Regions from separate parts of the Ovis aries genome. Here region 1 is linked to region 2. The links are chromatin contacts, called in public Hi-C maps. All regions are on one chromosome and are shown on one strand. The core of a region is the stretch at or near the end of the contact, and the rest is flanking DNA. Distances in the headings are between cores, read along the strand shown.

Region 1 (3,325 bases), core at 126-2,625, 58 kb before region 2:
CAGGCGGTTTCTCAGGCGGGCTGCGGCGGCGGCCGGAGCGCCTCTCGGCCGAGGTTGCGCGCCCCTTCCTCATCGTGCCCCAGGCCCGCGCGGGATTGTGCGTCCTCCCCCCTCGTCCCTGAGGGGAAGGAACCGAGGTAGGCGCCGGAGCTGTGAGCGGGTCGACCGCCTTCCCGGCGACTCCGGATCTGCTTCTGAGCTGGGCCAGGCGCTTCCCTTTTCCCTCCCCGTGACTCGGTGTGCGCGCCCCTCTTCTCTCCCGCTAGTGTTTTTAAAGGACTTGAGTGAAGGGGGGGAAACTGTCAAGATGGCAGCAGCGGGAGCAAGGAGGTGAAGAACGTGCTGGTCTGAGCTTTCTGGCGGCCCGGGAGACTTGGTGCTTCCTGACCTGTTGGAAGATTTACGTTCCGACTTGCCCCCTTCTCCCGTTCTTCACTGGGAAGGGGGTGTAAGGCACAACGCCCGTGGGAGAATAAGCCTCACAAACCCCGAAAGTGGCCGTTGCCGCTCGGCTCGACCCTTGGCAAATACCCACCGAGCTGCTTGCCCTCCTTTTTCCCGGCTTCCCCTTTTTCTGGAAGTGACAAGGGCCTGTTTGCGCTCGGACCCACGCTTGCCCTCTCAGCCCGCGGGCAGAGAGGGAAATAAGGAGCTTCCCGCGCCGTCCCCGGGCTCGAGCCCTCCGCTGGGAGGGGGTGGCAGAGGGGCGCGGAGGCAGCAGGGCCGGGGACTGGAAGAAGAGCCGAAGACGCCACAGACTTTGGCGGCGGCGTCGCGGGAAGCACTTGAGCGGGCCCGAGCGAAACATAAACAAACGCACGCCCGCCCGCCCGGACTCGGGCTCGGACCGCAGCTGGGCTGCGCCAGCGCCGGCTGCTGCCCGCTTTAAAGGCGCGGCCCGCGCCCCTCCCCCGCCCCGCCCCTCCCCCTTCTTCCCCGCCCAGCCACCTAGCCCAGGAGAGACCTGCAGCTCCGGCGGCGGCGGGGGAGGGGGTGCCCCGTGCGAGCCCGTCGATTCGCTCCCGTCTCCCCAGCGGCCTGGTCTGGGGGCGGCGTCTGCTGCGCCAGGTTCGCGGGACGCACGTCTCCAGGTCTGCCTGCTCCTGGGAGGCGGGCGCGGTGCGGTCGCGAAGCGGTGGCGGCGGCGACGGCGGGCGAGGACTCGCCGAAGACTGGGTTCCAGCCCGGGATAACCAACTCTCCTTCTCTCTCCTCTCGTGCTTCCCCAGGCGGCGGCTGTAGCGGCGGCGGCGGCGGCGCCGCCTGGGAGCCCGAGCCTTCTCGGCGCCCCCGTCCCTCCCCCGCCGCACCCCGCCCCGGCGCGAGAGGAGAGCGCGAGAGCCCGAGCCGCGGGCGGGCGGGCGGGCGGCGAAGATGGCAGAGGCGCCGGCCTCCCCGGCCCCGATCTCTCCGCTCGAAGTGGAGCTGGACCCGGAGTTCGAGCCCCAGAGCCGGCCGCGCTCCTGTACGTGGCCCCTGCAGAGGCCGGAGCTCCAGGGGAGCCCGGCCAAGCCCTCTGGGGAGGCGGCTGCTGACTCCATGATCCCCGAGGAGGAGGACGATGAAGACGACGAGGACGGTGGCGGTAGGGCCGGCTCGGCCATGGCGATCGGCGGCGGCGGGGGCGGCCCGCTGGGCTCTGGGTTACTCCTGGAGGACTCGGCCCGGCTCTTGGCTCCTGGAGGGCAGGACCCCGGGTCCGGGCCAGCCCCCGCGGCGGGCGCGCTGAGCGGGGGAACGCAGACACCGCTGCAGCCTCAGCAGCCACTGCCACCGCCGCAGCCGGGGACGGCTGGGGGCTCCGGGCAGCCGAGGAAATGCTCGTCGCGGAGGAACGCCTGGGGGAACCTGTCCTACGCCGACCTGATCACTCGCGCGATCGAGAGCTCCCCAGACAAACGGCTCACTCTGTCCCAGATCTATGAGTGGATGGTGCGCTGCGTGCCCTACTTCAAGGATAAGGGCGACAGCAACAGCTCTGCCGGCTGGAAGGTGCGTACCCACCTGGGGCGGGCGGCCGGACCCGCCGGGCCTCCTGCGCAGTGCGAGGCGCGTCTTCGATTCGACGGAGCGCTCCTGAGGGCGCGGGGGAGAGGGGTTGGCAGGGAGAGCCTCCGCTGTGAGGTTTTGGGGGTTTTGTGTGATCCCGGAGGAGGGGCAACCGGGGACGGCCGCGAAGGTGGCAGGAGAGAAGGCTCCTGGGGAAACCTCAGGCATGGCCAGGTGAGGCGAGGGGTTGAGGGACACCGGCGAGGGAAGGACAGACGGACCGGAGTGAATTTGCCGGATTCCTGGGTCATCGCAGAGAAGGTAGGTCTGCGGCCAACTTGGGAGTAGAAGTCCCCCATCGTGGGGGTGCGGCGAGGCCACTACGGGGGGAGTGAGGGAACGGGTTGGGAGGAGTGGATTTGTGGTTTTAAGTCAGTCGCTGAAGCGTGGTGTGTTGTGACTACCTGGATGAGAACCCTTGTGCCCAAGTTTTCGGGCTTGTGGGGTTTTCGCTCCCACAGGCACATCAATCCAATTACAAAAAGCGGTGGTTGTAAACCTCTTCCTGGCCGGTTTCCTTTCCTTGCCTGTGTCCACACCTCTGTTCTTCAGAGATGTCTCTACAGCAGGTAGCTTCTGAGGTGCTTTGGGGCCTGGCACGGGCCAGCCCTTTTACCTCAGCGGGGACTCGCTGCACCTGCTGGCTTCTGCGCAGAGGTCCGGATTCTGGCGCTGTTTGAGGCAGAGGGTCCAGGTGCCCAGGACCCGCGCCTGGCGCCTCACCTGGGCCTTGGGGAGGGAGGTTTGCTGGCAGGGCTGGACCGTAATGGCTTCTACCTGTAAGTGAACCTGAAGAGAGGCTCTCTACTGTTCGTTTTCAGCCTCTTGGGGCACTGGACACGTGGTAGGGAGAGAGGTGTGGAAAGGCCTATGATGTAATGACTTCCTGCAATTGGGCATCCAAAGAGATTAACTCCTGTGCCCCTGCTGGGCCGCTGATACCCAGCGGCTTTGCTCTTGCACCTCATCCTCCTGGCCACATCTCCCAAGACAGGAATGCATACCAGGCTAAAGGGAGCCCTGTGCAGCTGTAGACACATATCTTTCTGTCTGTTGCTTCTAGTAACAAGTTGGATTTTTTTTTTTTTTTTAATTAAAAAGGTGGTTGCTTCCTCCTTCTGTCCCTTCCTTTGTTGTCTTTGGGGAGCTCTGTACTTCCTAGATTCCAGTGGGTGTATAAAATAAGAACAGTTTGACCTTAGGTGGAGAACTGAAGCACTGGAGAGGAGCTAGTACATGAAAAAGCTAAAGAATTTAGTGTCATTGACTTTTAATT
Region 2 (3,165 bases), core at 385-2,884:
GGTTAAAAAAAAACAACTCTCGTTTACTTTAGGAAGATTTACAGCTCTTTGGGCACAAATCCAAGGCAGTTCAAATGAAGGGATTAGGTTTTATAAATATATTTCAAGATGTGAAGGGAGAAAGTATCAAGTTTATTAGACCTGTAGGTTGCTTACTTAATAAATAGTGGCAGGAATGAAGCTATGTGTATAGGATGAGTGTACTTTTAGAAAAGATTTGTAGTTGCAGGATAAATCCTGTATGTGGGCGTGGAGAGAAGAATTTAAATTGCTGCTTTATTTTGGCAGGAAATAAAGTGTAACCCACTCCAGTGTTCTTGCCTAGAGAATCCTGTGAACAGAGGAGCCTGGTGGGCTGCCGTCTATGGGGTCGCATAGAGTCGGACACAACTGAAGTGACTGAGCATGCATGCATGCGTTGGAGAAGGAAATGGCAACCCACTCCAGTATTGTTGCCTGGAGAATCCCAGGGACAGAGTAGCCTGGAGGACTACTGTTTATGGTGTCACATAGAGTCAGACACGACTGAGGTGACTTAGCAGCAGCAGCAGCAGCAATCAAAGTGTAAAAGGTTAAAGGTTTGTGTTGCATTTTTGTAAAAGCTTTAGATGTTTTAATTTCTTTAAAAACTTTTTTCTATGTGTAAAAGTGAGGATCAAAGAAATCACAAGTACATCCTCAACTGAGTGGAAATGGGTGTTGATATTTCTCATGTTTATATTTTTTGCAGTTACTGAAAAAGTGTTCACTGAACACATGCCATATATAGAGGGTGAAATATTTTATCTGGTATTTGTTATAATTTATCGAGTGTATAGAACTATATACAATGAACTGACATGTATTTGCAGTTATGGTTTTCTTAATTTTTGTTTAGTTTCCTGTGAAAAGTTCAGTTTCTAAATATTTTCATGCTTCTTGGTGAGTTTGCTCAATCTTAAGATAATGATTGAAGTAATAATTTTGTTAGGTTGTTAGGTGAGTGATCTCCCCTTTTGTATAGTCATGACAGTTTCTTCCTGTAAGTTTATTGATGAAAACTATACTCTTTATTGATGAAAACTATACTGAAGATCCTAGGTTGTTTATAACACCTCAGTTAAAGGTGCATTCTGGTGTCTGGTGTGGGATACTTGTCTTCACTGTATTAATTGTTTCCCTATAAAGTTTAACTTCTGAAAGCTACAACAGTAAAAAGAATGATTTCTCTAAAACTAAAGAAACTCCAGGAGGTTGTGGTGAGAAGAGTTCTAAGCTCCACAATCTGTATCAAGGCTTCTGGCAAGATCTTGACTCCCCCGTGGCTCACCTTTGGTGTAGTGAGAGCTGATGTGACTTGGGGTCAGAGCTGGGACCTACCCCCCTGTCAGCTGCCAGCTGTGAGGCCTGAGGTGAGCTCCCCACTTTGCCAGAGCTCATTCACGTTCTCTTGAAATTAGAAATAATATTACTCCGTGCTGAGTTGTCTGGTGTTACTCTTTGTTGGAGTTATGAAATGCGGAGTGGTGCCTTCCCTGCACGGGCGCTCAGTACGTGCTGGCTTCTTTCCCTGCCTGTCGCCTCCTTGTGAGGGAGACCAGAGCAGGTTTACTTAGAATTGTGTCTCAATTCAGCTGGTGTGTTGCATAAGCGCAGTTATCTGCTTTTCCTTTCAGTTCTTGCTAGGTAGACAGCTGGTGTGGGGGAGGCTGGGCTGGGGTGTGGGGAAGTAGCTGCTTGAAGCAGAGGAAGCAGTCTGAGGCGGTTTGCGAAGGTGCGCGCTTCAGTATGACCTGGCCATCCAGAAAGTGCTCCTTTGTGTCCAGTACGCTCTTAATTTGCTCACATTTTCTTTGGCACTGAGAAGCAGACGTTAGTTTAGTTTCGCTTAGGTGTATTCCCTGTATTTTCCTGTGGTTTGCACGTAGACAAGGTGTGTCAGTTGGCCCGGGGAGAGTTCAAGTCACTTTGAGCAGCGTGAGCTCCGAGGATGGTCGCCAGCTCTCTTTCTGGGGATGTCGCTCACTGGTTGTGTTGCCAGTTCAGATGCCTATGCTATCTTGTCCTCCTAGCAAGTGGTGGTGGTTTTCTGGAATGTCTGTCACCTACCTTAAGGCACAAGCCTCATTGTTTTAATCCATGTTCCTTGGTTACTTAATGACCTGAGATGCACAGGCAGGCCATTGATTTTTGAAATGAAGAACTAGATAGCCAGGGAGAGCAAGATAAAATCAGTTTATGGGTTAAAGTGGATCAAAGTTCTCTGCCTTGTCAGATTTTTTTGTTGTTGTTCCCAGGAATCATTGATTTCATGGATTTTTTTCTTTTAACCTTTACCATTCTTCATATTGGAGAAGGCAATGGCACCCCACTCCAGTACTCTTGCCTGGAAAATCCCATGGACAGAGGAGCCTGGAAGGCTGCAGTCCATGGGGTCGCTGAGGGTTGGACACGACTGAGCGACTTCACTTTCACTTTTCACTTTCATGCATTGGAGAAGGAAATGGCAACCCACTCTAGTGTTCTTGCATGGAGAATCCCAGGGATGGCAGAGCCTGGTGGGCTGCCGTCTGTGGGGTTGCACAGAGTCGGACGTGACTGAAGTGACTTAGCAGCATTCTTCATATTGCTGAGTAACATGTTCTTATGTTCTTTCTAAGATTTTCTGAGTAAAATCTTATTTTCTTTTATTTTCCCCACTGGCCATGCCAATATTTTGATTTTGATTTTAGATAATTTTTAAACACACAGACATAACTCTTAACAGCCAGCTACTTGAAACAGGGGAAAGATTTCACATAGGTGGTGGCATGTGAGCTCAACCTGGAGTTTCTTAAGGTGAAGAGGATGGGTAAGCTCCATGAGGGAAGACTGTCTCTAGTTCACCTTTTTCCCAACCCCTTACAGAAAGCCAAGTGTGTGGTGGGCACTCCAGAAACAGTTGTCAAGGAATAATGACCGCAGGTAAGTGTGGACAGTGGGAAGAAAGGGAACAGGTCCACCCAAAGGTCAGGACAGAGTGTGTTCTTCATGCTGTAGGCAGGAGTGGTCGGTAGATGCCCTCTTGCTTGCTGACCTGCTGGTTGATGGTGGCTTCTGAGGTCACGCCAGGGGTGGGAGAGAGGGCTCTTGTGGACATCGGGTTGGGGGGTGGAGCAGGAAGGAGCAGATGTCCAGTTGCTGTGC

What was found. A called contact is a pair of places that touch in the nucleus more often than the background predicts.
Region 1: a contact with region 2 is called in a Hi-C map of blood, with 3 times the contacts expected there. The contact joins the promoter of FOXO3 here to the enhancer-like site in region 2. A contact is called at or near these places in 7 of 16 Hi-C or Micro-C datasets (blood, liver, skin fibroblasts and 1 more).

What each region holds. Positions count from the first base shown.
Region 1 is chr8:28,921,046-28,924,370 of ARS-UI_Ramb_v3.0, reverse strand. It overlaps FOXO3 (forkhead box O3), which reads left to right and starts at 1,375. Exons shown (of 2, transcript NM_001267889.1): 1 at 1,375-1,992. The coding sequence starts at 1,375.
Region 2 is chr8:28,863,095-28,866,259 of ARS-UI_Ramb_v3.0, reverse strand. All of the region lies in intron 1 of FOXO3 (forkhead box O3), which reads left to right. Among named protein-coding and RNA genes, the nearest start is that of FOXO3, 58 kb to the left of the region's middle. Within about 2 kb of position 1,634, at least 26 of the 54 cell types and tissues checked have an H3K27ac peak or open chromatin away from gene starts, as enhancers often do. A contact at or near this core is called in liver, where this site is marked.